6 separate regions of the Mus musculus genome follow, and all the other regions are linked to region 2. The links are chromatin contacts, called in public promoter capture Hi-C maps. All regions are on one chromosome and are shown on one strand. Each heading gives the region's core, a stretch centred on a gene start, on an enhancer-like site or on the middle of the called end of the contact. The rest is flanking DNA. Distances are from core to core; before and after follow the strand shown. Region 1 holds the start of Mmd (monocyte to macrophage differentiation-associated). Region 2 holds the start of Nme2 (NME/NM23 nucleoside diphosphate kinase 2). Region 3 holds the start of Dgkeos (diacylglycerol kinase, epsilon, opposite strand). Region 4 holds the start of Pctp (phosphatidylcholine transfer protein). Region 5 holds the start of Cox11 (cytochrome c oxidase assembly protein 11, copper chaperone). Region 6 holds the start of Tom1l1 (target of myb1-like 1 (chicken)).

The links. Promoter capture Hi-C pulls out the DNA fragments that hold promoters and counts their contacts.
Region 1: a contact with region 2 is called in a promoter capture Hi-C map of pre-B cells, with 7 times the contacts expected there. The contact joins the promoter of Mmd here to the promoter of Nme2 in region 2. A contact is called at or near these places in 3 of 39 promoter capture datasets (cranial neural crest, maxillary cranial neural crest and pre-B cells).
Region 3: a promoter capture Hi-C map of cranial neural crest shows a contact between it and region 2. The contact joins the promoter of Dgkeos here to the promoter of Nme2 in region 2. A contact is called at or near these places in 2 of 39 promoter capture datasets (cranial neural crest and second pharyngeal arch cranial neural crest) and 1 of 484 Hi-C or Micro-C datasets (B cells).
Region 4: a contact with region 2 is called in a promoter capture Hi-C map of pre-B cells. The contact joins the promoter of Pctp here to the promoter of Nme2 in region 2. A contact is called at or near these places in 4 of 39 promoter capture datasets (cranial neural crest, frontonasal cranial neural crest, maxillary cranial neural crest and 1 more).
Region 5: a contact with region 2 is called in a promoter capture Hi-C map of pre-B cells. The contact joins the promoter of Cox11 here to the promoter of Nme2 in region 2. A contact is called at or near these places in 5 of 39 promoter capture datasets (cranial neural crest, frontonasal cranial neural crest, maxillary cranial neural crest and 2 more) and 1 of 484 Hi-C or Micro-C datasets (embryonic stem cells).
Region 6: a promoter capture Hi-C map of second pharyngeal arch cranial neural crest shows a contact between it and region 2. The contact joins the promoter of Tom1l1 here to the promoter of Nme2 in region 2. A contact is called at or near these places in 4 of 39 promoter capture datasets (the HPC-7 cell line, cranial neural crest, frontonasal cranial neural crest and 1 more).

The regions. Positions count from the first base shown.
Region 1 is chr11:90,247,112-90,250,866 of GRCm38.p6, reverse strand. It overlaps Mmd (monocyte to macrophage differentiation-associated), which reads right to left and starts at 1,391. Exons shown (of 7, transcript NM_026178.2): 1 at 1,132-1,391. The coding sequence starts at 1,157.
Region 2 is chr11:93,954,005-93,957,909 of GRCm38.p6, reverse strand. It overlaps Nme2 (NME/NM23 nucleoside diphosphate kinase 2), which reads left to right and starts at 1,654. Exons shown (of 5, transcript NM_008705.5): 1 at 1,654-2,084; 2 at 2,286-2,415. The coding sequence starts at 2,290.
Region 3 is chr11:89,058,715-89,062,147 of GRCm38.p6, reverse strand. Dgkeos (diacylglycerol kinase, epsilon, opposite strand) reads right to left here and starts at 1,397. Exons shown (of 4, transcript NR_110336.1): 1 at 1,325-1,397. Dgke (diacylglycerol kinase, epsilon) reads left to right here and starts at 1,400. Exons shown (of 11, transcript NM_019505.4): 1 at 1,400-2,217. The coding sequence starts at 1,763.
Region 4 is chr11:90,000,550-90,004,365 of GRCm38.p6, reverse strand. Pctp (phosphatidylcholine transfer protein) reads left to right here and starts at 1,472. Exons shown (of 6, transcript NM_008796.3): 1 at 1,472-1,664. The coding sequence starts at 1,524.
Region 5 is chr11:90,635,609-90,639,555 of GRCm38.p6, reverse strand. Cox11 (cytochrome c oxidase assembly protein 11, copper chaperone) reads right to left here and starts at 1,372. Exons shown (of 4, transcript NM_199008.2): 1 at 1,004-1,372. The coding sequence starts at 1,366. Stxbp4 (syntaxin binding protein 4) reads left to right here and starts at 1,448. Exons shown (of 18, transcript NM_011505.2): 1 at 1,448-1,523.
Region 6 is chr11:90,686,092-90,689,700 of GRCm38.p6, reverse strand. It overlaps Tom1l1 (target of myb1-like 1 (chicken)), which reads left to right and starts at 2,100. Exons shown (of 16, transcript NM_001357543.1): 1 at 2,100-2,188. The coding sequence starts at 2,131.

The sequences.
Region 1 (3,755 bases), core at 142-2,641, 3.7 Mb after region 2:
AAGCAATCCAAATCTTCAAGCCGATCTCCCCCAATACTGAGCGCAAAGACCACCCTCATCCTGTGCATGTTGTGTTGGCTCTTTTACCCTTTGAGACTGGAAGAAATGAGATAAGCATTAATGAGTGAACAGGGGAAAGAAGGGAAAGGAAAACTAAATGGTGTGTTTACATTTTAAAATAAAAAGAAAGACCACTTCAAACTCAATAGCCTGCTCGGAAGATTTTAAGCATTTCTGCTTTTGAATTCTCTGGTACATCACACTAGGCTACCCTGTTGGTGGTGAAGGGCTGGGAATGGGTATGGCTGCCAGGCTCAGACAAAGGGATGGAGTTACCAGAAACCCCATGGGTGAACTTTCACCCACTTAGAAACATTAAAGCCCAGAGCTTTCTTTGGGAACAATAGGTCGGCAGCCTTCATCATTCCTTCCACGCAGGTAATCCACCCGGGAGAGAAGGGCCACACTATGTCCCTCAAGTCGGGCTACCCTACCACCTCTTTAGTGTAGAGCAGACAACCCGCCTTCCGGTGGCGCCTCCTCCGTTCTTTCTCCCTATTTCCTAAAACCAGGTTTCTCAAAGGCATGTCTCTCCACCTGAATGCTAACTTGCCCCTGCCAAAAAAAAATCCCCCAAATAGCACACCATTAGGTTCTTAGCCCGAGACACACAACCCCTCCGGACACCATCAGGAAAGCTGGACCTAGAGAAGCGTGCCTCAGTTTCCCTGTCTCTAGGGCCAACCACCGACAAAACACCTCAAAAAGCTCAGGCCAGACCTCCTACCCGCTGTAAGACAAACATCGCCACAGGGTGCTGCAGCAGCCTTAAGAGACCTCACGTTGGGGTTTGTATAAGGGTGGAGGCCCTGAGTGGAGTCGTGGGGAGGGGGCTCTGAGGCTGGAGTAGTCTGCTAGAAGCTAGCAGCAGCGGTGTCTGGATGGGGATCTCAAGGGCCAAGCTAGGTTTGCAAGCGGATGGAGGAGGCAAAGCAGATGCGGGGTCCCGGGGCACAGATCCCAAGCTGCCTGGAGGAAGGGGATCGCAGAACTGCGAGTCTTCCCGGGAGCCGGTCCTCGTCAGGGCTCGGGATCCCCCGGGACGGAGCACGTTCCCCGCAGAACTCTCACCGCTGGAATCGATTCCTGAACCGCATTGATCCACCGCTCCACCGCGGGGGCCGGGAGCTCCGTCTCTTTTGCACCGGCGGCAGGGCGCGCCGGCCTCATGGGCTTGAGCTGCTCCGAGGCCGCTGGCGTGCCAGGCGGGAGCCACGCAACTGGGCAGGGCCGGAGTGGGCCACACCGGGGGTCGGTCAGCACAGGGCCCGGGCCAGAGCAGGCGCCTGGGGGCGGGAGGGAGGCCGCTTAAACGGCCCCGGCGCCTCCCGCCTCCCGCCTCCCTGGCTCCTCCGCCCCCGGGTGCCTGGGCCCCGCCCCGGAGCCCGGCTCCGCCCCTGCCCGCTGCTCTCGCTGCGTGCGCCCGCAGCCACCTGCGCGTCACCGCGCCCAGTGGCCAATCAGTGTCCGGAGCGGCGCAGGGCTCCGCTGCCATTCATTTCCCTTGAAGCTCGGTAGGTGGGGCGGAACCTCAGAGCCGAGGGGTGTGGCTAGCCGAAAGGGGAGGAGCGCTGGGAGGGCGGTGCTCTGCATTAAAGCTTTGAGCGTGTGAGCTGCAACAGAGAGGAAGGAACAACGGTGTGTAGGAGATGGCCCACAATCTTAGAAGCAGCTGTGCCGGAAGTGGCAGCGAGCAAGAATCTATCTCTGCCTTCTAATCTTGGCCCCATATCGTTTATCCAGCCTTCATTCATTTCTGCGTCCTTCCTTTCATTTATTTCTTCACCTTTTACGCTGTGTAAAGACGGATTAGTAACACGGCTGTCCTATAAAGAAGAGATTGGAATTTCTCCAGGGGGATTCTTCTGGAGAGATCTTTTTACGTCCTCCATTTTATTTTCTATTTTTTAACCCAAGAAATTTCCAAGGAAAGAGTAGACTTGAATCGGCCCCTTTTGCTAAACCTCTGTAAAGCTAAAAGGACTTGCCAGAAGAGCAGATCCTAGGGAGAGAAGAGATAAGAGGTAGTGAATACACTCAGAAGAATACTGGAAAAAAGGAATTGACATGTGCAGGACCTGTCAGCATCACTCCTGAAATCCAGGTGTGCTCCCATCCAGGAAACCTGCCCACACACATCCCCCACTCCTCAAACTTCACCTTCTTGAGGGACTTAGGGCCAGCTTCGAAGCAGTATTTACTCTTTTTGAAACGAATGAAAGATGGGGGGATGCCGGGGAATGGTTTCACCCACCATTCTAGTGTCCTTCTCTTTAAGTGCCCCGGGGTGCTTTCCACAACAATTGCTTTGATCTTGGAAGGAATCCTTAGGTTCAAAATTATGTTACTCATTTCACAGGTATGGAGGCCAAGGCTTTGAAAGGTGGCACTGTTTACAATAGCCAAGTTATTATATTAGTGTAGGTGCCTACCAAAGGATGTAGAAAGAAAATGTGGTGTGTGTGTCTAGAGACAGCATGGAAAATTAGTCAGCCAGAAGGAAAAAAATGAAGACTCGGGAGTGATCTTTCCATTCCAAAGCTGCACACTTGGTTTAAAAGGACAATCGGCTCCAATAGAGGAGGACTGGATTGTTCTTCAGTGTGTGTGTGTGGGGGGGGGGGGGGTTACGAGTAACTACATTTCTGGGAACAGAGAAATGGATGGAACTAGATATCATCATATGAAATGAAATAAATAAACCAGGCTCAGAAATACAAATGTTAAATGTTTTCTCTCATATGTTAAATGTAGAGAAGTGGGGGTTGGGGAGTCATCAATGTAAAAGAGGATCAGGGAGTGAAAAAGAAACTTGCCCGATGCAAAACAGATTCCTACATAGCTTCCTCTAACACGAAGCACCAGATACCATCAGGTCAGTATGCCAACGGCCTCTCCCTAAGTTTTAAAACAGCACAATTCTTAAAACACACACCTGACTCCTTTTGCACTCACAGTAAAGCCTGACAACTAGCATAGCTTGAAAATCTACCAATTGACTACATGGCACTCCCCTTATAAACGATCAAGGGGCAGTAACAAAGGTACTAACTAAAAGATAACTGAAAATTAGCCACATGAAATGACAACCTAAGGGATAGGAACTGTAATCACAACAAATGTCCCACTTCCTTGGGGGCGGGGGGGACGACGCAGGGGAGGCTATTGTGTGAGAGGACCTAAGAAGTCTCTGTACTTTCCTTTTGGTCTTGCTCTGAACCTCAAGCTGTTAAGATGATTTGCTTTTTCTCTTTAAGAGAAAGAAATGAAATGTTGATGCCGTCTTCGACATGAACAGACTTTGAGAACTGTATATGAAACAAAAGAAATCAATTACATTCAGGTCACATATTATATAGCTGTAGAGCCAGCCAGCCTAAGTTTAGTGAGAGATCCTGTTTCAAAAGGTAAGATGGCAAAGGGAGACACCCGGCTTTCACCTCTGGCCTTCACACAGATGTGTTCACATGAACACATGCACCTACCTACATGTACACATACCTACAGAATTATGTACATGCAACATATACATGGGAAATATGATGTCCTTTTGCATCCATTTATGAGGATAAATCCCAAGTGTATTTGCAGAAAGGAAGTCCTGGCTTCAATTTAGGGCCCAGGATTGCAATGGTGGGAGGAGACGAGAATGGGAAGGTTTTGTTTGGTGTTTGTTTATTTTGGTTATTGGTTGT
Region 2 (3,905 bases), core at 405-2,904:
TTGGATGCTCTGCTAATTGAGGTGTAGGACAGTGGAGAGGTGTGATGGGCTGTTACCCACCTGAGTAGTTATAGGCGACCAGTTGGGCTGGAGCCACAAGGCTGATAACCTGAGTTTGGAGGTCAGCCGACCTCATCTCATCTCAAGTTGTGAGTAGTACTGGTGTCATAGAGAACATAGAGAGCTTGCCGGTTCCTTTAGAGATGCAGGGAGGCATCAAAGCAGGGTATATTCTCTCGATGAGACCAGGGCTAGAGTCACTTGAAATCAGTGTTCATTGGGAATCAAAGAAATAAAAAAATAAAAAAAGGAAATTGTAGGTTCAAGTGCCCAGTGTGTAGAGCCTGTATGAGATAACTTTAGAGTTTAATTGCTCATCCTAATGGCCAGTGAGCAGAGGGCTGTTCTGTCCAAGCAGGTCTTTAGCCAGGGCTGATGCAATGGAGCTGGAGAAGGAGGTTTCAGGCATTTTGACTCATCTGCGCTAGTTAGGCTCAGTGCCTTGGGCAATGCCCTAAACCTATTTACTGGGATGTTCAGGGCCCCAGCTCAGGCTCCAAGCCTGCTGGGAGAAGCAGCAGCTGGTTCACACAACATACTGCAACTTTTTTGGGTGTGGTCTGGATATGGAAATGAAGCAGATGTGGGCACTGAGGGCACCTTTAGGGTACTGGTGGCTTGCCAAGAAGACAGGAGGTAAAGACTGCAAGTTGACAGGCCTGGCTTCTGAGAATACAGAGTCTGGAGTACTGGAGGTTGGACCAAGGCCTTGTGCATGCTACACAAGTGGACCTACCACAGAGCTAAATATTCAGTGCTCCCTACCTTCATGTAGTCGAGGCTGGTCTTTAATTCTAGTGTAGCCAAGGATGTACCACTTTACCCACTCCAGCCCCTCTCTTTGTATGTATTCCTTAAAAACTTGTTTTTATCATATTATGTGTAGGTGTGTGTGTTGCATGTGGGTATGTGCACGTAAGGGCATGTCCTTGGAGATGGGAGGCACCGGATTCTATGGAACTGGAGTTATAGTTGTGAGCCACCTGAAGTGTGTGGTTGCTGGGACTTGACCTCTGGCCCCTGGAAGGCTCTTAACTACAAAGCCAGCTCTCCAACACCCCATTTTGTATATTTTGAGACAGACCAGGCTGACTCTGAACTGTGTAGCAGTGGCTGTCCTTTCCTGATCCTCCTGCCTCCACCTCCCAAAAGCTAGCACTATAGGCAAGTGTCATCTCTCACACCTGGTTTTGCTTCTTATTTTGAGGTAGTCTCATGTACCAAATTCACCAGGCTGGCCTTGAATTTCCTCTGAAGTCTAGGCAGGCCGTCAACTTATATACAAAAATCTAGAATCTTGCCAGGGGTGTCTCAGGTTGAGGTGGGTAGCCTGACACTCGGTAGGTAGTGCTCTGTGGGCAGGAATCCCAGGCTCAGGGTGGCATCAGAGCCTCTAGAGGAAAGGTAGGTGAGGAGACAGAGAGCTGGGAGCTGGCCCTAGTGTCAAAAGGCATGGGTTATCTTAGGAATTCGAAAGTCATTCTGAGACAGGAACAGATGGCCTTCTGAGGAGGGGCCTGGAGACAGACTTGGCTCCTAGGGAAGTTGTCATTTTGGGTGAGGAAGGCTAAGCTCAAGCAGAGAGGAAAGAACAGAGGGCTGAATTTCGGAGATAGGAAAAACTCGGGGTATCCCAGAGCATGGAGAGTCCAGCTGGGCGCGGATGTCTCAGGGAAGCTTGAATGCAGATGTCTCCTGGAATAAATTCAGGACCTGGTCTCCAAAGCTGAAGCCTTTAGCTGCAAAGAACAGGCGGACTTGGGTGGAGAACAAATCACTTCCTGCCCCGCAGCCCTCCGCAGCCCTGCAAGGAGAGGGCGTGCACCGCGAGCCTTTGGGCGGGGACAGAGACGACTGGCAAGACCAGGCAGCCTGAGCGTCCCGGGTTGGGCAGCGGGGTCCTCCGGGGTGTGGCGTCTCTCGTCCCGCCCCGCGTCCCTCCTCTCTCCGCGCCGGCTGGTGGTCGTTCTATTCTCTTTGCTTCTGTCGCTCATCGCAGACACCAGCCGACCCACCGGCTTTCGGTAAGGCTAAGATGCACTCCCCGCCCCGACATCAGCTCACCACAGGCTCCCGCAGTCCTCTTTCTGGGCCTCCCGGGCGGGGCAGAAGTATCTGGAAAGCCACGTGTCCTCCGCAGCGGCGGCGGTGGCAGGAACCCACGTGGCTTCCTGGGCCGGCTTGGGTCGGCCGGGCCTCATCGACTACACTTCTTGCCTCCACAGGACCATGGCCAACCTCGAGCGTACCTTCATTGCCATCAAGCCAGATGGCGTGCAGCGCGGCCTGGTGGGCGAGATCATCAAACGGTTCGAGCAGAAGGGGTTCCGCCTGGTGGCCATGAAGTTCCTTCGGGTAACAACGCCCTTCGCCCCCTACCCCTCTGCTGCTGGGTGGCGGGAGTTTGGTTCGCCCGCCAGTAGTTTGGCCGCGTCGCCTTTTGGAGTCGGAGTTAGGCCTCCTGGCTGATTTCACTCCCACGAGAATCCTTTTGACCTCCGCCTCTCACCAGACGTTGGTGGCTCGCTGGCCCTTTCCCAGGCCGGGGAGGACAGACGCCCTTGGGAAGGTTTAAGTGGAGGTAACGTGACTGGTGTCGGTGCCCAGGCCTGGCTTCCCTCCCACAGTGTGTCCTGGTCCTGTCCGTCTCGCAAAAGGTCTCCAGTCGGCTTGTGTTGTCATGTGGGATAGCAAGGATTGGAGAGAGCCTGAAACCCGCCCTGTACAATTGCAATTCTTTTGTGCTTGAGCCGAAACTTCCAGATGACCTAGGCTGCATCTCTCCTTGGCATAGGATAGTAACTATTTGACATGGTATGTAGCCACCAGCTGAAGGTGTAGTTCATGAGGTCTAGAGTCAACCCCTCCTAAACAGTAGGGTGTGGTGGCACATGCTCAAATCTCAGCACATAAAGGTGGAGATAAGAAAATCTGGGTCAGCCTGGCGGTGGTGGCGCACACCTTTAATCCCAGTACTCGGGAGGCAGAGGCGGGCGGATTTCTGAGTTCGAGGGCAACCTGGTCTACAAGGTGAGTTCCAGGACAGCCAGGACTGTACAGAGAAACCCGGTCTTGAAAAGAAAAAAAAAAAAAAAAAAAAAAAAGAAAATCTGGGTCACCCTTGCCTATACCTGGAGTTTAAGGCCAGGTCTGGATCCCATGAGACCCAGGTCTGTCTTTCTTTCTTTCTTTCTTTCTTTCTTTCTTTCTTTCTTTCTTTCTTTTTTGACCCAGTTTTTTTTTTTTTTTTTTTAATACAAGGTTACCTTTTAAAATTTTTTATTTATTTATTTATTTATTTATTTATTGGTTTTTCGAGACAGGGTTTCTCTGGCTGTCCTGGAACTCACTCTGTAGACCAGAAATCCACCTGCCTCTGTCTCCCAAGTGCTGGGATTAAAGGCTTGTGCCACCACGTCCGGCAACGAGGTTACTTTTAAAGTTTAAATATCTACTGAAATATAACAAAGGCCATCAGTTTTGTTCTTGGGGCTGGAGAGAAGGCTCCGTGGTGAAAAGCACTTTGCTCTTCCAGAGGATGGGTTCAGTTCCCATTCATTACTCACAGGACAGCTCAGAACTGAAACTCCAGTCTTAGGGGATCTGACACCTCTTTTGGCCTTGGAGCAGGAGACATGCACAGGATGCACAGTGTGTAGGCCAAACACCCATACACACGATTAAAGTAAAAACAAGAAAAAGCAGGGCATAGTGGCTTACACCTTTAATCTCAGCGGAGCCAGAGGCAGGCAAATTTCTTGAGTTTGAGGCTAGCCTGGTCTACAGAGTGAATTCCAGGCCAACCATGGCTGTACAGACTCTCTCAAAAACAAGACAGAGAAAGC
Region 3 (3,433 bases), core at 148-2,647, 4.9 Mb after region 2:
GTTTGATCACATGTGGACCGGAAGTAAATCAGGTGAACTCTTATCCCTGGGGTTGTTTTGGTTCGGGTTTTTGTTGTTGTTGTTGTTTGGTTGGGTTTTTTTTGTTTGTTTGTTTTTGTTTTTGTTTTTCAAGACAGGGTTTCTCTGAACAGCCCTGGCTGTCCTGGAACTCACTTTGTAGACCAGGCTGGTCTCGAACTCAGAAATCTGCCTGCCTCTGCCTCTCGAGTGCTGGGATTAAAGGCGTGCGCCACCACTGCCCGGCTTGTTTGGTTGGTTTTGCATTGTTTTGTTTGTTTTGTTTGTCTTATTGTGTATCCCTAGTTGACCAAGAACTCGTGATAATCCCTCAGTAGAGAATAAGACCACTACCACAATTTAAAACCAAATTTAATGTAAGCTTTAATTAAATACTGGCCAAGGTGATGGACTCTCTGGCCAAGTTCATCTCGGGGTTCCCAGAGAATGGCCTCAAGTCGTGCTTTGCACGGGCTTAAAAAGGCAAAACCCACAATTCACTGCATTTCCCGTCTGGTTCAACTGGGGGCAAGCGTAAATCTTGATGTATTTCCTGCCTACATGTGACCCTGATTTACTTCCGGTCCACATGTAATCAAACACATCCGTGCAGATGGGTCAAACAAACACAAGACAAACAGGAACTTATCCTTAAATACAAACAGAACTCTTAACCTGTATGCTTTATTTTTCCTGTTTTGGTCCTCACACTATGTAGATCAGGCTGGCCCTGAACTCACAGAGGTCCATCCACATGTGGGCCACATGTCCAGTTATTTTATTATTTTATTATATTTATATAATACACTGGTAACTTTTGGCAGTCTTTGACTTGTGTTCTGAATGAACATAACACCTTCAAAAGAGCCAGTTTTCTCCATCCAGGATTCCCCGATATCCATAATCATGCCAATTCCACCTTCACCGTTGAAGAAGGGGATCAGGCTAAAGGTCAAATACTGTTAAGTCACTTATGGTAGAACTTCCTTTGGTTCTGAACTTTTGATAGTCAACCATGTACTTACTCCGCCCCTGATTTCCCTAAACCATGCCTCATTCCACACCATCTTATCCGTTCCTCTGCTCATCCTTTCCTAGATGGTCCAGACCCTTGAAGTCTTTCAACTTTCCAAGCCACCTCTTAGCCTCCGCCACGCCCTCATACCTGACCCCCTCCCACCCAAGGGGAGCGCCGCCGCGAGCCCCGCCCTACACCTGGTCCCGCCTACAAATTTTATCAGCGCAGACTCCGCCTTCCTCTAGCTCCGCCCACCATCGGAAAGCACCGCCATTGGCTTTGTCCTACCTGGCCCCGCCCAAGTTGTGGGCGCGTCAGGCCCCTCCCAGCCCTCGCCGAGCTGCCGGCCGGCGTGCGGACTGCGCAGGTGCGCTTCTCAAGCGCGGCCTCCTCATCCCACGCAGATCTCGCGGCCTGAGGGTGGGACGGCGGCCGGAGGCTTGGCTGTAGGTGGTACCGGCGACCGCGAGAGCGAACTGGGGGGTTGGGGGGGGGGTCTCCGGAGACCTCGCGAGAGAGGCACGGGCGAGGCTCAGCGCGACAGCCGTTGTGAACGCAGTGGCCGCGAGCCAAGCCTGTACTGCACGGAGCCCGCGGGTGCGACCTGCGCCTTTCCCGGGGCCGAGGCCACGCGCAGCCTCGGGACGAGCCGCAACCCCACGCAGTGAATCCGAAGGCAAGCCTTCTGGACCCGGCGCTCCATAGGCCACGCCTGGGCCTGAGAAGATGGAGGGGGACCAGCGGTCCGGCCCACCCGCCCAGAGCCTGCTCCCTGATGGCCACTTGGTCCTATGGACGCTGTGCTCCGTGCTGTTGCCGGTGTTCATCACTTTATGGTGTAGCCTGCAGCGGTCGCGCCGGCAGCTGCACCGCAGGGATATCTTCCGCAAGAGCAAGCATTGCTGGCGTGACACCGACCTGTTCAGCCACCCCACCTACTGCTGCGTGTGCGCGCAGCACATCCTGCAAGGAGCCTTCTGCGACTGCTGTGGGCTCCGCGTGGACGAGGGCTGCCTCAAGAAGGTCGACAAGCGCTTCCCGTGCAAGGAGATCATGCTCAAGAACGACAAGGCCGCAGATGCCATGCCCCACCACTGGATCCGCGGCAACGTGCCCCTGTGCTCTTACTGTGTATTCTGCAGGCAGCAGTGTGGCAGCCAGCCTAAACTGTGCGATTACAGGTATGGCTTTTATGGGAGGCAGGATTGTAAACAGTGGGTGGTGAGACCTAAATTCATCTCAGCAAATGGCCCAAACTATTCACGGCATCCCTGGCGTTTGAAGCAAGTCTCATGTAGATGTTGGTTGGTGTTTTTGTTTGTTTTTATTTTTGTTTTTACCCTTTGTGAGACAGTCTCTCCCCTGTGGCCCGGGCTAGCCTCAAACTCACTAAGGATAGCAGATGACCTTGAACTTTTAATGCTTCGCCTCCCCGTGCTGAAAATACAGGTTTGCATCACCTGAACCAGTTCATGAGGTGCTGGGTATCCAACCCAAAAGCCTTAAGCATGTTATTCAAGCTCTCTAACAACTGAATTCCACCACCAACACCACCCCTAAATTCCCACCCCTGCCAAGGCTCTTAATTTTCATCAAAGGCCTGTTTAAGTGCTGCCTGGCTCGTGGCTACTCTGTAGCATCCCACTTTACATAAGGAAGAATGAAGGGTACACAAAGAACCTTATGCCAGTCACAAAACCAATTTGTTCTTGATTTGGAACTATGAAAACAAGGGTCAACCCAAAGCAGGGCTTTAAATTTCTGTAGCTATTGTAGCGATTGGTGTCATAGTCAAGTGTTTGACACACAAGACGGGAAAGGAGATTTACGTTTTCCACTCATTTATTTATGGGGTGTGGGGGTGCAAAGTGAGCTCCCTTCGAGTTCTGTGGCTCCTAACTCATCAGGCTGTTGGGCTCTCTCCCCAGTCTTGAAAGGACATTTCTGTTGTCAGATCTTTCAGGACTAAGTGTCAGATGAGTCACCTGAGCTAACCTGACTGCTTTCCTGGCTTCAGCATGCACACTGAACAAGGAATCTTGCGCGGTGAAATGCTGTGTGGAACAGGCTTCCTATTGGAAGGGATTGTAGGTATTGGAAGCTGGTGGACAGCAGAGCTGCCCTGCAGATTATCTCCTCCTCACTGGTTCCACACTTGAGAAAGCTGAAGATAAAGTGGGGCTGGTTCCCCAAGACTTCCAACACCCAGCCTTGTCAGAGCCTTGTCTGGTCTTCACTGCCCAACAGGCTTTATTTTGGACAAATAGAAACTCCCACACACGCTTTCAAGTTAATAGCTCTGAAGCTACTGTGAGTGCTTTCGCGTTGCATGTGTGTGTTGGTGTTGGTATCTGTACACAAGTGCAGATACCCACAGCGGCCACAAGGAGGTATCGG
Region 4 (3,816 bases), core at 223-2,722, 4.0 Mb after region 2:
GTATTGACAAAAATAAAATAACGTGTGTGTGTGTGTGTGTGTGTGTGTGTGTGTGTGTGTGAGAGAGAGAGAGAGAGAGAGAGAGAGAGAGAGAGAGAGGCAGACAGACAGACAACATATTTAAACATGTACAATAAAGCAGTTTGAATTTGGTCTCTTGTTTCTTCTATGGTCCTGTTCATTCCCTTGGGCCTCTCTTAATCCATCAATATTTCTGTGGTGACAAAGTTCCGATCCCATGAAAGCACACAATCATGACTGGTCCTTTGGCAATCTTTGACAATCCTCCACATTGGTTTCCTTGTTGGATGAGTGTGAGTGGATTGCTTGTTTCAGTAATAGTTTACACCTGTGAGAAAGCTTACAGGCTACCACTAAAACTGCAAGGAAATTTGTCTTGAAGCAATCTTTCCCGTGTTTTGGAATAACTTACTTTCCTTCTGTCCTGTACAAGAAAATCCATGCTGAGGCAAATAAAACAGTGATCTGTCTGTTTTTTGGCAAATGTGACCGTGGGGCTTTTGTAAACTGGCTTTCAATAGTTTTTTTTTTTAACCACTTTTTTTCCCCTTCTAGTATTGAAAAAATTGTGTTTCAGTTTATTCCTGAAAAACAAGAGGGAATGATCATTAAATACCACTTTGGTAGGCACTGGGATATTCTACGGCCCTCGACTATTTAAGGCAGCACAGTCTTTGACCCATTTTACAGATTAGGCAATTTGGCTTTCCAGGCGGTCTTGGCAATTGAGTGGTGTTTGCACTTATCTTTGAACTCCCTACTTTACTCAAAGCCAGGGTTGCAGATTTCGGCTGAGTAAGACTCAAATGAACAAAAAGATCTTTGAGTTGCAAGACCTAAATTATGCAAGCTGCAGAAATCCAGGTACCTTATCTTTCATATCATTTGTACCCACAAAAATCTTGTCCATTGTGATCTGATTTCTTAATTGTGACTTCCTTGCCCTTCTGCTGATTCTAAGGGATTGATTCACAAAACACGGTTTCAAAATGTATACCAGAAAGAAGAGCATTTTTAAAAAATTATATATATATATAAAACTAGCATCTGACCTCTGAGACTTTCAAGCATTTGTGTTCGGTCCCTCTCCCCAAATGTCTTCCAGAGACCTTTCCACCTTCAGAGAGGTAGGGGGTAGGAATCTCACGCAGGTTTGAAGGGTGTGGAGGTGAGTATAGGATGTGCTGGCCCTACTTCCAGAAGTTTCCCTACTTCTTCAGCCCTTCCTTCTTTCTCCAGATAAGCGACAGCTTTTTTTCTAGTATTTTTTAACTCGGCATTCTTCTTAACCTTTGCTTAGCCCCGCCTGTCTTCAGATCTGGAACCGCCCTCTTAACCTCCGCTCCCCACCCCCGCCCTCCCACGTCCCGCCTCCTCGACCAAGTCCCGCCTTCTCTCTTCCCTGCCAATCAGGTTGGGGTCACCTTGTGACCCCGCCCCCGATCTCTCTAAGGGCCAGTGAGTGACCTGCGCTCCGGGCGCTGTATCCTGGCTGCGGAAGGATGGCGGGGGCCGCATGCTGCTTCTCGGACGAGCAGTTCCGGGAGGCTTGTGCTGAACTCCAGAAACCGGCGCTGACCGGGGCCGATTGGCAGCTCCTGGTAGAGGCCTCAGGCATAACCATCTACCGGCTGCTGGACCAGGTAGCAACTGACCTGCCCGCTGGAGGAGGTCAGGGGCCTGGGCCCCCTGGTTAGGACTCGCCAAGGGTACTCCACTGCTCTGCAGGGGTGACTAGGCTCCTTGGAGCTACTTTACCCTGTGTAGATCTTATGCGGCTGGCAGGTTGTCCGAGCTCAGCCTCAGGTCATTCCTGTTGCTAGACTTCTGAGTTGTAATTTATGTTTTACTCTGCAGCGTTTGCAAAAAAAATCAAACGGCCTGGGAGTAGGGAATTGTATTTAACGGCTCGTGGTTGAAGATGGGGCGAGGTGCCAAAGAAACCCACCCGGTCTAGGATCTGGACTTTCACTGGGAGTGGGTATAACGGGTCCAATACAGGGTTTCCGAGATCGAGCTGGAGTGGCGTGCCCGTGGACATATAGGAGTGTGTGTTTATCTACATTCACAAGAGAGAGGCATTTGGCAGCAATCAGCTGATAGAAAACAGAAAATGAGTAGTTTGGAAGTTTAGCCCAACTTCAGTCCGTTTGTTTGCTAGGAAAATTGAAACATTGGTCTATTCATTCCTACACCATGCCAGTGTCTGCAGAGAACATGTTTCCTTTTGCCAGATGGGTGCCAGTTCTGTATGGGGTACAGAAGGGCCATGTCCTGAGGCAGGTAGGAAAGAGACAAGACTCATGGACTGGATGTTCAGAGCTGGCCAAGAGGTAACAGTAGCAATTCCATCAATTTAGTGACTGTCTTCTGTGTGGGTGTGATCTAATTTTAAGGTCTATTTAATAATTCGGTTGTGAAACTTCATGCAGAAAGAGCAATGGAGGCCGGAGGAGGAGTGTAGTTGGTTGTTAAGCATCTTGAGGCATCTTAAGAAGCCATTGGAACCAAGTAGCTAGTCAGGTGGGAGAAACTGGAGGTTTGGCATCAGTTGCTTTGCTGTAGGCAACAGAAGTTCCTTGGCACAAGATCAGACTGGTATAGCAAAGGATTCCAAATACTGATCTATTATGGGAGCCTTGGCTTTCACAGGTGAAGGAAGCAGACATGGAGGAATGGCGTAACTGTGTCACAGAGGCAGAGAAGTTCAGGACAGATGCAGTTGGAGGGTTTATAACCTAGTGCGAGACATTTGTGGAACAAGTTGGATTAGACGGAACTGTGTGAAGGTGGATGGCGTTTCTGGCGTGCAGAGGTGGCCTCCCTACAGCTGAGGTCACCCAAGCTTCGTCTGTGAGGTTACATCGCAGCCTGGATCTACATAGTTTCACAGTCCTCTGGGGTTAGGGCTACTTTGTGAGGTTGGCAATAGGAAATTCTACTGTATGCCTCTGCCGTGTCAGAGACAGGAACTCACTGACGATAATTATCAGCCTGGAGGATGGCTTTGTGCCGTGCCCCACTTAAACTTCAGTGCACAGAGAGAACCTCTAGCTGCCCTTTTGTCTTTTCGCTAATTGTGCTCACATGCATCCACAGGTGTGTGCTTCTTACAAGAGACCCCGTGCCACATACAGCACACAGAACTAGCATCCTATTGAGACTTTAACAACTCCCAGTGTGAAACTGGACAGGACACTTTGAGGCAAAACTCCTGCTCTCTCCCTGCCCTTACCCTGCCAGCCACATAACCAGGCACTCGCTGAGTTGTGTGTCAGGTATCAGAACTCCATCCCTCCCCTTTCTCTTCCGTTTTGAGTTTGGCTTCTCAGCACCTCTCACCTCATATTGCCTCATCTTTATAACTGGTCCCTTGGCCTTCTGCCTGTTGACTGTCTCCTATCCCAAATGTTCAGCACCCGACAGCCAGTTTGTGATCTTATCGATGTCATCCTTAGTCACAGAATTACTACCAGTCATTGTGATAGCCAACACTTGCAGCATACTGTCATGTAATCTGGGCACCAGATACTTGGCAGATATTGACTTACTCCGGTCTAATGTCAGCCCTAGGGTAGATGCTATTGATCATCACCTTTTTGCCCATTTGGAAAGGAGTGTGTGGAGGAAATGAGTTGGTTGGTTTGAAATTATCATCAGCCTCTGAACCCAGCTGTTTGGTCCCACACTTGTTTCTTAAAACCCTTTGTCTCTCTGGACAGAAGGCACAGGCCGGGTGGAAAGCTAAGTCTCAGTTCACCTTTTCCTGCAGCATCTGCCCATTCCCTTGGATGT
Region 5 (3,947 bases), core at 123-2,622, 3.3 Mb after region 2:
ATTATCTTTCTTTCACTTGTTACACACGTTACTTAGCTTTTTCAATTTCTCTCAATATTGTCAAATTAAACTTTAATCCTAAAAGAGAAATCATAAATTTGACCTTAGTTAACAGGTAAGGATATGATTCTGTTTCAGAGACTCAGTTTTAAGATGAACTATTTTTTTTTTCATAAAGGATTTAAATCCGCTGAAGAAAAAGCAAGTTAAGTGTTCCGTCTTTCAATAACAAAACAATTCCTTATATATTCTAGGGACATGTTATTGAAGTTTCTCAAGTTTGGTGTTTAAACTAAAAGGTAGAAAACAGAAAAATAATGTCCTGGGCTCAAGCCTATATTACTGAGTCTGTCACAGTTTTCCTGGGTTACATTTTAATTTGCTCATGAAGAGGGACCATTCTATGGCTTCCCTTATTTATTTATTTCCTTCTCTAAAACTCGTTGATTCCACAAGTAACAGGGCATTCTTTTGGAAATATCGGTGCTTAACGTGGAACTTGATTTTAGGGTTTTTTTCCTTTTTTTTTTTTTTTAAACCTCAGGCTAACCCAGCCTAGCCTGATGATGCTAAACTAGCCTAGGCTGATGATGCTAACCTAGAATGAGGAAAGCTTGAACACAGGAGTGTCAATTCCATTTCTGTGGGTCTCGGCACCACTGTATACTATTAGCATTTTAGGTTGGACAACTATCTGGGGCAGGGGAGGTGTCCTGTGAACCTCCAGGTATGCGACAGCCGCTCTAACTCACCAAGTGTCAGCGGTACCTTCTCCCCGCGCTTCACAGAATGGCTGTGCTGATAGCCCTTTGAAGGGTGGCACCAGCTCCATCATTACCGGAACCGGCTTCCACTTGCAAGGTTTTTTAGTGACCTTGGGCACGTCCTTCCCGGTCTGGATCCGAGGCGACGCCCCCCTCCCCCCTCCGGCGGGTGACCTCGGCCTCCCCGGCAGGGGGATGGCTCAGGTGGGATCCGTGCCGCGCTTCGTCCCCTCCCTTACCTGGCAGTAGAGCCGATAGAGGGGCACCGCGGCGTAGGAGGCCCCCAGCATGCCCACGGCGGCCGCGGCCACGTAGGTGAGCACCGTCTTGTTCCGCCGCCGCCACTCGTCCTCCTGCGCGCGCTGGAAAGGGTTGCTGCTCCTCGGCCGCCGTGGCGGCTGCGTCGCGGGCCCCCGGACCCCGCACGGGCGCTTCCATGTCCCGAGGCGTCTCAGACCCCGCTCCGCGCCTCCGAGCCCATCCCACCCGGGCCTAAGCACCAGCTCTGCGTTCACCACAGTCCGCCCTGACCACCCGGGCTGCCTCCAGCCCCGGCCACACGAAGCCACCAACCTCCATCCCGGACACCAGAGCCCTCCCATAACCCCCCGGAAAGAATGCCCGCCTGGCGGGGCCGCTGGCGAGATCTCGCGAGACCTCGCGAGTCTCGCGGTACCCGGCTTGAGCCTCCGCTGCTGCCTTGACTACCAGATTCCACAGTTAGCAGTGGCGCTACGGAGGCCGGGTGGCCCGAAGAGGGTAAGTTCGCGTTTTCTTGCTAAGTGACTGTGCCTCGCACTTTTGTTTCCTTGGGATGCTTCTTTAGTTTACTTTGCAGAAAATGCATTTGGGCCTTCGGCGTGCAAGCTCCTCACTGGGGCTTGTATCCCCATCTCCCCAAACTTCGCCAGCCTTTGTCTCGACCTAGCGGCCCCCAGCGGCAGCTCTGCCGCGGGGCTCTCACTTGGGGTTCGCTCAGCCCCGTTGCTTTCCGCCGCTGACTGAGCGCAGGCAAACCAACGTCCCTCTTTCTGGAACACTTAGTATGAGAACCGCCTTTCTCTCCAACACCCCGACCTGTGCATCTTCTCAGCCCCATGGGCAGATGTCTCCCACTGCGCTCATCACCCCTCTGCTGTTTACCCAGCAAAACCATTAGGTCAGACAGCCGCCGAAAAAACCAAGTTTGTTCAGAATAGAGGGACCAGGACAGGAGGGCCTTTAAAGGAGGGACTGAAGGAATAAAGACGTGCATCTTGCAGGCACAGACCCCTGGGAAATACGCTAAAGCTTTCTTCAGTTCTCTAAATGTTCCACAAACAAGGACCAATAAATATTAAATAGCACTGAGAGCAGATTCGGAGGTTAAGCATCAATGAATTTACACAAGTCTTGTCCTTGCATAAGTTTAATTTTAATATGACTTCTCCGTAACCTGATGGCCCTATTTCGTGAATGGAAATCACAGTAATTCAAGGAGGGTAAGAATATAATATGATTTTTGCCATTGCTTGAAGCATAGTAAGAATTTTATAAAAGTTAGGTCATTTCTTTTTCAAAATAATGGTTTGGTTTTATTAATTCTTTGAGGGTATTTTACTCTGTATTTGGGTCATATTCATCCCCTACTCCAGGCTCCTCCCAAAACTACCCCCCCCCCCACATTATTATTATCCAGAGTCCAGGCTGAAGGCGAACTAACTCATTGATGTGTTAGTCTGTGAGTGTGATCGGTGTGATCAATTGCACCATTAAAGAAAACTGACTTTCCTTCTTCCAGAAGCTGTAAGAAGCCAATAGCTCTCTCGTGCCCACCTTTCCACCTCCATAAGCTAGAGCTTATTTCTGATGGCCTCTGTGGGTCTAACTATCCCCACATTGTGGATTGGAACCGAAAACTGGAAGAGCTATCAGTCAATCAGCACGTATTCCTTGACTCTCACTGAGCCATACACCTTTTTAGTTTGCTGGGGACATTCCAAACTAAGTCAGGCACAATCACTTTTGTTATTGACTGCAGCCTCTACTGAAGGACTCAGAAAATAAATGTAAAATAAAGGAATTTCAACTAACAGTGTCTGCTATGAAACTAGCTGATGATGGCATGAAGTCATTGAGAGTGACAATGAGGAGGGTAAAAGAAGGTCTAAAGAGGTAAAAGAAGGTCTTCCTGGGGGTGACATTTGAGCCTACTCCCAAACTGTGAAAGAGCTACCCACGAGACAAAAATCTCACATCGTACACAAGTCCAGAGACAGAAATAAGTTGGATAGGATTGAATATCAACAAAGACAAACAACAACAAAAAAAACCAGGGTCCGTGTGGAGCGTGCAGAGCGAGCAGAGTTAACAGTGAAAGGAAATGGGGTCACAGCAGGTACAGACACCTGATACTACAGAGCTATTTCAGCCATGGCTAAGGGACAAAATGGGAGTGATCGGATATGATTTGATTCACACTGCAGGAAGAACATGATGTAAGTCACACGGTGAGAATGAGCAGGGCAAGGGGAAGCAGAAGTGAGGGGCATCTGCATGTTAGTGACAGTGGAGATGATGGCCTTGAAGAAGTAACTGAATAGTGGCCACAGCGCTGAGGGCTGTAGGCATCGTCTAGGACATCACTCTAGTAGGTGGTCACTGAAGTTACAGACTTCTCTTCTCCCATCTTGGTATGACAGTGTTTGGTCACCCTTTCCCTCTACATGTACTTTCATTCTGATACCAGATTGTCAACATTTTGCTCTCATTTTACTTTTCTTACTGCATAGACTCAAATTCCATATGAGGGGGCTGGAGAGGTGGCTCAGACCTTAAGAGCGTTTGCTGTTCTTGCAGAGGACCTGGCTTCTGTTTCCTGCACTCACCTAGGGACACAGAACTGTCTCTGACTTCAGTTCCTGGCTTCTTCTAGCTTCTTCAGGCACTGCACATACATGGCACCTACACGCAGACAATATACTTGTAAATGTTTTTAAAATCCTATGCTAATGCTAATGTGCTTAAAGCTAACAATATATTTCCTTCAACTATTTTCCCTTTCCAGCTATTGTTTCTCCATATTTTTCAAAACAGCTGTATAAATGTGTCAATAATAGGGTTGCAATCATGACTGCTTTCTTATTAATTGAAAGTGAATATCTGAGGAACAGCCATTTTGATAGCAGTAAAGTGATGTAGGTC
Region 6 (3,609 bases), core at 851-3,350, 3.3 Mb after region 2:
CAGAAGAGAGTGTCATATTCCCTGGAACTGGAGTTGCCTATGGCTGTCAGCTGCCAGGTGGGTGCTGGAAATCAAACCCTGGTCCTCTAGAAGAGCAGCCAGTTCTTTTCATCACTGAGCCACGCCTCCAGCCCAGTGTTAGTTCGATATTTAATCCTTACTGTGTGTTTAGAAGAATCTTTCTTTTCTGACCTCAACTTGGCTGTGACTTCTAACAGCCTTCTCCCAGACCGCAGTGACATTGACTGGGTTGATAATCACGCCTGTGGAAGAACAGGATCATGGAGAAAGTGACAGAGCGTAGAAAGACATGGCTACAGACATCACGACATCCTGAAGGACAGTGGCTGAGAGAGATCAGTCATCAGCCACTGTGCCCAGGACACACTCCTTGCTACTATTCTTCCTGCTCTCCCTCAATCTTGCCATGTAAGGAAATCAGGCAGAGGAAAACCAAAAGCCTAACCACCCTCTCGGTAGAAGCAGGGATAAATGATCTACGGGGATCCTGGGTTCCATCCAACTTCTCTTTCCTGACAGAAAGTCATCATCACTTCAGCTTAGGCAGAACTTGACCTTCTCCTCTCCACCTCCTTTTAAAAAAGATTTATTTATTTTATGTATATGAGTACACTTGTAGCTGTCTTCAGACACACCAGAAGATGGCATCAGATACCATTACAGATGGTTGGGAGCCACCATGTGGTTGCTGGGAATTGAACTCAGGACCTTTGGAAGAGGAGTCAGTGCTCTTAACTGCTAAGCCATCTCTCCAGCCTTTGACTTTCTTCTTAATGTTGCCCCATCACACACGGCAATGAAGGCAAAATGATTTGCTAGGGACAGACAGAGATCAGGCTGCTGAGAGAGCCAAAAGAGGTTTTCAACATCAGCTGTAAAGACTACTTGACTGCCACAGTGGAGAGATCGCACCACATGAAACAGCTAGTGAGCCTGATAGGCATGTCCTATTTCAGGTAGGACTGACCTCATCATAAGAAACACCATCATAACAAAAATGCCGTATTTTACATTGTAGGATCCCGATGTTAACTCACTCATGGAGGAGGACAAACAGGGGGAGGTGGAGGAAGATTCCGGATCAATACAACAAATGATAGCCACTTGGAGCATAATGTAATTGGTTTTGACATCTATGCTAAAATATGGAAGACCAAAAACATGAGTCAGGCCAGGTCCTCCTGCTCTTTCTAGTCACCATTTCGGGGTGGGGGGAATAAACCCACTATTAATGTGAAGCTCAGTCCCAGTTAGCTACAGGAAGCAAAATCTACCAGCAGAGTAGCCCATCGTCTCAGGAGGCATCCTACAGATCAGAAGCATGGGTATCTGATGTTAGCCGTGCCGCGGAAAAGGAAAAAGAAATCTTGGTTCAAATAGAAACAGAGAGGTTTGGTTTCTTAATGTGGATTTACATACCAAACATATTTCCTGCCAGAGCCCCAGGAAAGGCCCCTCTCTCCTTTCACCATAAGGCTGGAAAGCAGGGTTCCTAGGAGATAGAGCTAGAAGCCAAAAGCTTGTGTGGTGGCGCCTCGTGGTCCCTCTTGGAAACGGGTGAAAAACAAAGCCCGGGCTCAAGGGAGGTCTTGGCTCTCCTAGACAGCCCATCCTCCTCCCAGTTCCGTAGATTTAAAGGGTAGGGCGCAAAAATCGGTTCAGGGACCTCCGGAGTGGTGATAGGCGAAGTCTCATTGTTCTGGAGGTGTGTGACTTGAGAGGTCTATGTCCTTGTCTGAATAAACCTTAGCAATAACCCTCGAGTCTGTGTTAGCAACTAATCCCACACTGTCTAGTCTCCAAAGAGAGGGGAGCGGTCTTCAGCCCTGCGGTGGAGATGTTGGAGCTGGACTCTGAGTTCGCAGGCCCGGGGTGCGGAGTCACATCACTCCACCCGGGCTCCCAGCCCACCTAGAGTCACGAGGTGCGGGAAGCGCCAGGAGCACGCGGCAGGTGCGCCAAGTCCCCCGGGTCCCCGCCCTGCTCGCTGCCTGGCGCCTCTCCGCGGCAGCCAAGCGCTGGAGCGGAGAGGAGGAGCCTCGGGCACGGAGCGGGTGGAGTCGGAGGGCGGTGGAGGCGGATTTCCTGGGAGGGCTCTCTGGAGCTACCATGGCGTTTGGGAAGAGTCACCGCGATCCTTACGCTACCTCTGTGGGTCACCTCATAGGTAAGGAGGCGCAGGGAGTAACATCCCGGCTGGCTTGGGGAACCGTGGGAGCTTTGCCGGTTCCACTCCATTCTCGATTGGAGGGTGGGGGGCGAGTTGGACCAAGTCGGAGGAAATGCTACCCTCCCCCGCAGCTTTCCCACGCCACCTGCGTGCCACCTGCGGCCACTTTCCACCTTTCTGAGTTTGGCTCACTCATACCAGAACCTCTCCGAAAAAAATGCAAAGTTCAAAATGCTGGGCGAGTGGAGCAAGCAGGTGGCCCGCAGCACAGCACTGCGTGGAGTATTGGGACCGCTGGGAGGAGAAAGTGGAAACTTCTTGACCCGGGGAAGGTTCTTCATAAAGTGCGTCGTCCACTCTCAGCACCTTATTGTTATACCCATTTTACAGACCAGAAAGAGAGATCTGAGACGCTAATTGACGTGATCTCACCCTGAGAGGCAGGTTTCTCCAAACCAATTTTCTCCAGCGCACAGCCCAAGCGATGTGAGCCGGCCTTTTGCTTAAAGAGGGAGATTGGGAGAGGGGCCGTCTGCAGTCACTGAGGCTCTTAGACCACGCATCACCCTCCAATCCAGCCAGCCTGGTCCTTCCTTATCCCTTGTGTTTGTGTTCTGAATTACAGAGGTGGATGCAGAAGTCACTGACTACATACAATTGGCTTTTTGCCACCTCAGCTCCCTTCTTTACCCTGCCCCCTCCCTTGGGGACAGGGTGTGGCACCAGGGTGTATTAATGACAGGCAAACTGTTGGGAACTTGGTGGGGTGATGAAATCCTATGAACCTGGTAGTTCTAAGACTCAGTCTCAGAAAGTTTAGATTGGAAGTAAGTTAAACTAACTGCTGCGGGGATGGGCCGCACCTTTGAACTTAAACCTGAGTTTCCACATCTTTACAATACTGCAAGAGAGCTGCCCTCTAGGAAAAGCACTGTAACTGCCCATCTCCTTGCTGAATAGTATGTCTTAGAACGAGTTCCGAGCAGAAATGGATCCTCGCTGAAGCTTCGCAGGCAAAAGGCACTTCGGCAATGTCCGATTATCCCTTAGTTTTGAAAACATTTAGAACTACTAGCTGGATGCCTTCGGGAAGGCATAGTCCCATCCCCCAGGGAACTTACCTGGTGATAAGGAGAATGGCCATATTCTGCAGCATCCACTGTTAAGATACCCTTATAATACTGAAAGATACCACGTAGTTTGCAAACAAAACTTTAAAAAAGGGAGAAACGAACTCGGCCACAGCCTTTGAAGTGTGAATAAGAGTTCTCTAGGAATGAGCATGTTGAGAGAAAGAAGTATCCAGATGGAAGAACAATGTGTGCCTAGCGACACGAGCAAGATGGCCCAGCTTTGTCCATTTAGAACCCCATTAAAGCCACACACTATGGTTTGCACCGTACATGGGTATCTTTGTC